Linked DNA regions of Mus musculus: region 2 is linked to region 1. Evidence: chromatin contacts called from public Hi-C data. All regions are on one chromosome and are shown on one strand. Each heading gives the region's core, a stretch centred on a gene start, on an enhancer-like site or on the middle of the called end of the contact. The rest is flanking DNA. Distances are from core to core; before and after follow the strand shown.

Region 1 (4,049 bases), core at 928-3,427:
AAAGATTGGAAGGCAGAAGGCTGTGTTACAACATCTTTGGACTTAAAGGAACCAAGAGTCAAGGCAGGAACTAAAGGTTTAAGGAGAAACTGGAGGTGACATGTGGCAATGAAACAGAGAGACAATGATGACTCTATCATCACTGAGAGGCTTCAGGGTGCAAAGGGCTTACTACACAAGCACGATGAACTAGAGTTCAGATTCTCAGCACCTATGTCACATGTCTATAATATTAGCACTGGGGAGGCATCCTGGTGACCTGCGGGCCAGAGTGTCTAGCCAAAATGGTAAGCTCCATGATCAGTAAGAGATGCTGTCTCAATAAGGTGAATAGCAGTAGAAGACACACAACATAGACCTCTGGCCTTCAGACATGTATGCATATTGAACTATACATTGAATAAATGGAGGGGGAGGAGGAGGAAGGGAGAAGGAGGAGGAGGTAGTGGAAGAAGAAAAGGAAAAAGAGGAGGAGGAAAAGGAGGAAGAGGAAGGAGAAGGAAGAGGAAGGAGAAGGAGAAGAAGGAGAAGGAGAAGGAGGAGAAGGAGGAGAAGGAGGAGAAGGAAAAGGAGAAGAAGGAAAAGAAGGAGAAGGAGAAGAAGGAGAAGAAGGAAGAAGTTGGCCTTGATATACTGATATACTCATTAGTCAGTGCTACGCCAGAAAGCTGCCTGCACCAGAGCCCAAGACAGAGCTCCAGACACAGGGCGCTGGGCACCTTCATCCCAAAATGCAAAACCACAGGCAATGGCCTTCACTAATGGCTACTATAGGAGCCTTCAAGAAGCCTGGGGGCCTGAGCAAATCTGAAGTACCACAGAGAAGCATCTTGATGGACCACAAACAAGGGCTAGGCAGTCAAGAGGAGCCTATGCAGAATGCATGCCATGTAGATATCTATAGGGCCAGGACCAACAGGACCACAGAGAGCCTCCCCCTGCAACTTGGCAGTGTGGACCTTACCTGGAGCACCACTAGCCTCTATGCCCGTGGTGGATTTGATGAAGCACATTCGGAAGCTGCCTGGGAGAGGGAAAAGCTCCATTTTCCCACCCTCTTTGGACCTCAGTTAGGGTTGAGCCTAGTGCTATCACAAGCCAAAACCAGCAGAGCATCTTGAGTTTGTTTTCCCCCGCCGACTGCCAGCAGCTGGGGTCCTTGCGAAGAGCAAGCCTCCCTTTTCTTCTCATCTCCACTTCACAGCACTAATAGCGCTCATAATGACACCACGCATTTACATAATACACTCCTCAGAAGGTACTCCAGGAGCCCCTATAGGAGCTCATCTCCGTGATCATTAAAATATCTCTGCCAGGTGGGTCTGAAGCAGGAACCAAAGTACCCATGAGACAGAACAGCAAACCGTGGCGCAGAGAGGGCTGCTACTTTCTGAAAAGTCACACAGCTTCTCACCTTAACACGGATGGATAGCCTTAAGTGCCCCTCCAGTCCCCCCCCCCCCCAGACAGATCTGGAAGCTCCCTGTAGCTCTGGGATTGAGGAAGGAGTCACGTGGTGCTTTCTCTCTTTTTTTCACCAAGCCACCAAAGCTCCCAGAGTGCAAATCGATACTAACCACAGAATTTCACTGGAGAAGTACTGGGAATGATGGGAATGATGGTGGCAGAGGAAACGGTGTCTAGAATCGAAACTAAGAATGGGGTTTCATTTCCAAACCTTCCAGGGACTCCTCTGTTCTGTTAATTCCATAAATACAACCTCCGTCTCCATAATTGTCATAGGCACCCGCTTTAAACGGTAATTGAATCTGCTTATAAATAGTATTTTCAATGTATCCTATTGGACAGAAGTTGCAGCAAGAGGCATCCATCTCCTTACATCCTGCCCAGTGTGGAGAAAGAGGACCACTGCCACAGGAACCACCCCCTCTGTGTGATTAAGGTTAGTTGCTCTTCTGGAGCAGGGAGCTCCTGATTACAGCTTTCTGCTCTGGTGGGGGCCGAATAAAAGTGATTTGGGGGAGGTTTACATCTCCCTGGAGAGAAAGGGAGCTCTCATTTGCATTTATAAAGCATATTGAGAGCTCTGGCAGAAAGTTATGGTGGAAGCACAATTAAATATTTACCGTCACTTCTGCTCTCAAACAGTGGCACGGGGACCAGACCAGCTGGAAGGGCATGTGTTGCTGTCAGATCCAAAGATGCCTGCAGGGGACAGGGCTCTGGGACCCGTGCCCATCACCTCCTAGGCTCCGCCCCTCTGGGAGCTCATGTATAATGTGGGAAATCAACACTGGGTCTGGGAAGATGGGTCCAGGACCCAGCTCTCACCCACTGCCATCTTCTCTGAAGGATGGGGTCTCCTAGGCAAGATGACGAATGGGTCAAGGGGAGACACAACAGTGTTATCACTGCTGTAGTAACTTGGTCATTCCCAGCTTATATTTTGGGTCTATGGGGACAATCTGAAGCTGTGGAACCTACAGGGTGCCCATAGAGTATTTCTAGAGAGGCAATGACACATTTCCATCCTGCCTCCAACCCCCCCCCCCTGCCATTTTCCTTGCGTTACTGAAAGAAGAGGAGTTGGTGGTATATGTTGAGGATACAGGGCTGGATGAGAATATGTGTGTCGGTTGAGCTCACGGATGGTAAGTAGTGATACCTGGATCCCTGTTCTGGCTGCACCCGAGAGAGTTCAGGGCAATGTGCAAGGGTTTTCTGCACAGGGGCATGAGTGTGTCGGTCTCGGTGAGCACGGCTGATCTCCTTGACAAGGTGAAGTAGATCAGCTTTGGGGAAGGAAAAAAAGTGACCATTTAGTATCCCACCAGCCTTTTCAACCAGAACCGGGGTGTGGTTTTCAGATCAACACTGGGAGAGGCAAAGGCAGGTTGAACTGAGTGGGAATCCCCTCAAAGGAACAGCAGGCCAACGTGGGAGGCAGACAGGAGCTCTGGCAAGAGCCGGACTGACCAGCAGGAAGGAAGTTGCAAAGAGGAGCCTAGCAGGATGAACCATGGCAGGATGTCCCCTCAGGGGACATTCCTCTTTAGGGCTTTCAGCACAGGAACCTCATGACCCACCCAGCACCCAGTGGGCCATGTGCAGGGGTCTTGGTGGAGAGACCACTTCTAGACTGCCACTATGGGAAAAAAAAGGCAGGTGCCGCCTGGCTTTGCCAGCAGTTTCTCTTTCTGTCTCCATTGGCATCTGTGGATATATTGATATTTGAGGGGGAATTAGATACCTGTCGTGATAAAAAGAGAGATAAATAAGCTCTCTTTGTTCAGGCCAGCCATTCTTTTTTGGAGAGACATAGATTAGACATTCAGTTGATTTACAATGTCCTTCCACAGTGGTAACAATACAAACGGGCGTAGAAGGATGAGAGAACAGTAGCTTCCGGTTGTTTCTGAGGCAATGCCTGGTGTGTACTTGACAAGACAAGCTCACCAAGCACGGATCAGCGCCAGCCACCATGCTGTCCTTTCCTGACAGCCCACAAGAGTCCTGAACCTGGGATCCACAACATGGTATGCTTCACAAACCAGGCTCCTGTCTGCTGGACACGAGAACCTGAAAGTCTTACCCTATGGCAGACATGACTTGCGCAGTCCTAACTCTCCTTTGCAAAGAATGATAGGAGGAGACTGTGAGACGGTGGCAAAGGGGGTTCAAGTATCCTTGGACAAAAGTTTTTGAAGAGTATGTGGGGGTGGGGCCCAGTGCAGACTCCAGAAATAAAATGAGAACAGCCAGACAAGGCAGTCCTCGGGAAACAGAAACTAACCCAATATTCACACAAGTAAATCTTCAGTTCTCTCCTCAGTGAAGGAAATGAAGGTGGTGTGCAGGGACACTTGTGAGCAATAAATTTCAAAAGGGTAGGGTAAGCACACCCAAGCCCTGGTAGGCAGCTGGCACTTATACCGTTCCCTTCCCAGTTCTTGGCTCTTAAAAGCACAGGGACATGGATGGTGACAAGGACGACAACTGCTCTACTTGCTCTCTTTCTCTCTCACACACACACACACAAACACACACAGACACATGCAGAGAGAAAGAGAGGAGACACACAGACACAT
Region 2 (4,409 bases), core at 958-3,457, 120 kb after region 1:
TAAAGTGTACATCTGAGACCGAATCCCTGACCCTTCGGAGGTGCAAAGAGAGGTAAACCGGACCAGCGCAGCCCCAAACTGAAGACTTGAAGCCACCCCAGCTCACAGTCCTGTAGGCCACTCCACCTTGCGACAGTTCTCAACCGGCTTTGTTGCGGGGTGATTTCTCTCCTTTTCTATTTCGACTGCTTCTGCACGTGTCTCCGGATGAATCAACCTCAAGCCTACGCTGGGGTGCTAGCCACACTCCATACCAGTCGAAACCCTGCACATTCCAAAAGTCACACACACACACACACACACACACACACACACACACACACACACACACACGAAGACCAGCAGCCTCGCAGGGCAGCAGGAGGTCAAGCGCAAACAAAAAGCCACCTTCAGGAAACAAGCGAGAGCTTTCTGTGCAGTAATTGCTGCTTCCTCGCTTACCCATCTCCACGGAGACTGAGCAGCGGTAGTCTTTGCCATGGCTAAGACATCTTCCCTGCTATGACCAAGAGGGGCACGGGTGTATGCCAGTGCTTACTGGAAGGGTTAGAGACGCTGGACCAATGTTGGTCTGGAGTTTCCACTGAACGAGTCCGTTTCACCTGGAACCTGCAATCCAGTGGAGCCAGCTCTCAAATGGGAACACAACAGGGGAAACAGAGAGCTGCGAACCTTCCACGAGGAATGTCCCTACGGGTGGAGTCCACCTGGCCAGAGACATCCATCGGGATGTGGGGCTTCCAGCAGGGGTGGCGTGGCGGCGGCGCCTCACCCCAGAGTTGCTCTGTTCGAGATAACTCTAACTGCTCCTTCTCTACTGAGATGCGTCCCTGGAGGTGGCGGCCGCCGCGGCTCCGCAGGGAAGGTTGGGGGCGGGGAAGGGGGCGGGAGGCGGGGAGGCGAGCAGGGATTTCCCACGGGATTCGCGGGAGCCCTGAGCGCCGGGGCTCCTGGGTGCGCCGGGTAAGGGGTCCGCTGAGCGGGTTTGGCTGGCCACCAGCGGGAGGCACAACCACGCTGAGCCAGCAGGGATGGTGTCTTGGCTCGTGGGCTCGCAGCCACGCAGTCTCTTCTAACTGCCGGATGAGTTTAAGCACCGCCAGCACTCACCCAAGCCCACCCCTGCTCCAAAGCTCAGAAGGCGAGAAAGGCGTCCGCCTCGCACTTGCTGTCCCTGGAAGATTGCAACCCGGCAGCTTCTAGGGCTGATTTCCCCCCCAGGGTGCGGTCAATGGATTTGGCCCCTCTCGTTTGGCAGTCACTTGCTGGGGTACTAGTAGGACCTTCTGTGATCCCCCAAGCAGCCTGCCTGCGGAGCCCAGAGTCCGGAAACCTCAGACTGCGAAAGGGAGACAGCAAGCTACCGCTCGCCAGCCAGCGCATCCAGGCCCGGGATAGAAAGAGCCGAAGGTGCCGACTCTAGGAGCCCAGTGGCCCGAGGTATCGCTTCCCAGACCAGCTTCGCCCAGAGCTAAGGAGCTTGCACCGCAATGCAGCGGGATCCAGGCTCTCTAAGCCGGAGATGTCCGGTGATCGTGCTGTCTGGGAGCACCAGAGCGCAGGAGCCGAAAGACTCTGCGTGCGAACGAACCTGCTGTGGGCGCCCAGGGTCGGCGCAGGGCATGCCTGTGGGTACCGCCCCATCCCGGTGCCCCATCTCTACCCAGGATCGGTGACATTCTCTCTCTCCAGCACCAGGATGCCCGGCCGAGCAGCCAAAGGAGCCCTGCAAAGCGCGCGGCACCCATGAACTGGCAGCCGGCAGCCACCAAGTTGCTCCGCGAAGGGTACGTTACCTTCCATCGCGGCCACTGCAGATGCCAGGAGGAAGAGCAGCAAGCAATCCAGGGCCATCGCCGGCCAGCGGCCCCCAGGCCGAGCCCCAGCGGAGACGCGCCGCGTCCCAGGGCGCCGCTGCGCTCCCGGCGGGTGGCTTCTCCGTGTCCTTTCGCGCTCTGGCCGGGACCGGACTCCCCGGAGCGCGGCGTGGGCGTGGGCGGGAGTGTGCGCGCGTGGGGCGGTGCGGGCGCGCGTGGATGTGGGTGTGCATGTGTGTGTGTGTGTTTATGGGAGAGGTGGGTGTGTGCGTGCGTGTGTGAGAGAGGGTGAGGGAGAGCGAGCCTGGGAGAGCGCGCGAGAGCGTGTGCGTCCTGGTGTCACATTGCGAGCTACAGCGGAGCCTACGGGAGGACAGAGCGGGCCAGACTGACGGGGGAGGGAGCGGGATCCCCCACCATCAGCTCTCTCTCCACCCCTAACACCTCCTGTCCAATCAAGGAATCAAACCTGCAAAATTCCCTCATCCAATCAGGCGCGAGCACCTCCTTACACTGGCATTGTTAGTTTAAGAAAAACTTTTGCTTGCAAGGCTGTGTGGGAGGGTTAGGAAGGCGCTAGGAGGTGATCGCGCTCCCTCTTGTGGTGATTTAGGAGAACTGCAGCCTCGCACGCTCGCTTTCCCCAAGCTGAAAAGGAGGGGCTCAGCCAAGAAGTCAACTGAGGTCCCTTATGCTTACAGACACCCCACAGCTACTCCTGACTATTCCTATGCAGAATGCCGCCACCCTATATCATTTTACTAATCAATTTTGTTTATTTTTGAGTCTTGTCTGATCTCGTTCACTCAGAATTCCTGGAACCTTAACAGTGTCTTATTCTTGGCATGCATCTGTGGAGTGAGTGAATATGGTTTCAAGACTTTATGGCCGGCTGCTCGGGGGTAGTTAGAACACCCTGTGGGCTTCCTATCATATCCTCAGCTGTATATCTCCAAAAGTCTCTTCCCAGGTGGATCTCTGAGCATCCACTGTAGGGCCTGCTGTCAGAAGACAGTCATAATGGGAAGACATGAAGAAACAGCCGAAAGTCTGACAACTTGTTGGGGTATGGGGAAGGGAGACATTGCTTTGAACCAGGCCTGGAGGTAGGTGGGAAGGACTGAGTTCTGCAACCACAGGAAAACCAGGCTCCAGAATAGAAGTGGTTTCCCACCATCAGCTCTGATGATAATGCCCCATTTTGCTGTCTGTTGATCAGGTCAGGCTGTTTCAGATCCGGCCCTGGCCTTGATGCTTGTCAGAAGCTGTGTGGCAGAAGGTCCTCACCTCCTCCCGCAAGGTTAGGGATGCTCCTGGAAGACTCATGTGGGAGGGGCTTCAGCCCCCTCCCCAAACCTTTTAAAGACATTAACATCTGGCAACTCTCCTTTGGGAATTTAGTTACATTGATTCCCCACCCTGGGTACTTACTCTGTCTTTCACAGACACTGCCTCCCTCTTCACCACCCCAGCCACACTCAGACCCCTGATTCTGACAGGTCTTTGTTTCCCAGACTTTGACACAGGCTGTTTGTGTCTTCCCCTACCATCCACCCATCCGGCCTCAGAACCTGAAAGGATGACGTCAGTGACCGCTGCTTAATCTTCCCTAATACTACCTCAGCTGCTCTTTGTCCCTCCACAGCACTGTGTCTTGAAGTCCCTTAAGTGAGGGATGCCCCTCTCTGACATGGGTGAGTACTGGGTCTTTTGCAGCTTTGGCAACACTCTCCACAGTCCAATTTCACTGCCTACCTGTCTTACTACTTCTTGCCCTTCCTCCTTCATCCCTCCAGCCTCTAAGAGAGGAATCCCCAAAGCTCTTACCTTGAAACCCCTCCCCCTCCCTGCACTGGTGACCAACTGCATCCATCCCTGTGGATGGATTATAGATAGATGATGGATGGAAAACAGACTGATGGATGGATGGATGGATGGATGGATGGATGGACAGACAAATGGATGGGTGGATGGACAGACAGATAGGTGAATGGACAGATGAATGGATGGATAAATGGGTGGATGGATGGATGGATGGATGGATGGATGGATGGATGGATGAATGATGACAAGCAGATGAATGGATGGGTGGGGTGGGTAGATGATCTCAGATGGATGTTGGGTGCATGCATGAGTGGTTTGTGGGCTCTTTCCTTCCCTCCACCCCACCAAGCACACCCAGCAAAACCCCCTCTCCTGCTTCCTCTTCTTTATGCCTTTGTCTCAGGTCTATCCATCTGTCTCAGCTCTGTGTCACCCCTCCTCCCTCTGGACAACTGAAGAATCTAACTGGCCACCCGGTTTCTGTCCTCTGTAACCCCGCTGAGTGCTGCCGCCAGCGTAATCTTTCCTAAGCTAATCTTGGTCTTATCTCTTCATAGTGTTTCAACCCAGCGGCTCCTCACTGTCTCCTGAAGAAAGACAGGCCACTCTGGCGAGGCCTCCAGATTCCAGGACAGGATTCCCAGAACTGTATTCTCATCCCAGTTTTTGCTAGGCGTTCTCTTGGCCTGCAACTCTTGGCTCCTCGGTGCCTCCGTATCCTACCTTAGCCCATCCCACATTCACCCACCTATTCAGGAAATGTTTACT

Evidence for each region. Hi-C and Micro-C count contacts between places; a contact is called where the count stands out from the background.
Region 2: a contact with region 1 is called in a Hi-C map of cerebellum, with 1.8 times the contacts expected there. The contact joins the promoter of Ephb1 here to the enhancer-like site in region 1. A contact is called at or near these places in 3 of 39 promoter capture datasets (embryonic stem cells, epiblast stem cells and hippocampal neurons), 4 of 484 Hi-C or Micro-C datasets (cardiac endothelial cells, cerebellar granule neurons, cerebellum and 1 more), 6 of 115 datasets of contacts at active chromatin or transcription factors (embryonic forebrain, embryonic hindbrain, embryonic midbrain and 3 more) and 3 of 9 other capture datasets (adipose tissue, embryonic stem cells and pancreatic islet).

Annotation. Positions count from the first base shown.
Region 1 is chr9:102,229,289-102,233,337 of GRCm38.p6, forward strand. The region is part of intron 1 of Ephb1 (Eph receptor B1); the gene reads right to left. Gm31233 (a long non-coding RNA gene) reads left to right here. Exons shown (of 4, transcript XR_001779268.2): 2 at 1,810-1,903; 3 at 3,321-3,497. Among named protein-coding and RNA genes, the nearest start is that of Gm31233, 21 kb to the left of the region's middle. Within about 2 kb of position 2,178, at least 2 of the 459 cell types and tissues checked have an H3K27ac peak or open chromatin away from gene starts, as enhancers often do. A contact at or near this core is called in cerebellar granule neurons and cerebellum, where this site is marked.
Region 2 is chr9:102,352,486-102,356,894 of GRCm38.p6, forward strand. It overlaps Ephb1 (Eph receptor B1), which reads right to left and starts at 2,208. Exons shown (of 16, transcript NM_173447.3): 1 at 1,797-2,208. The coding sequence starts at 1,854.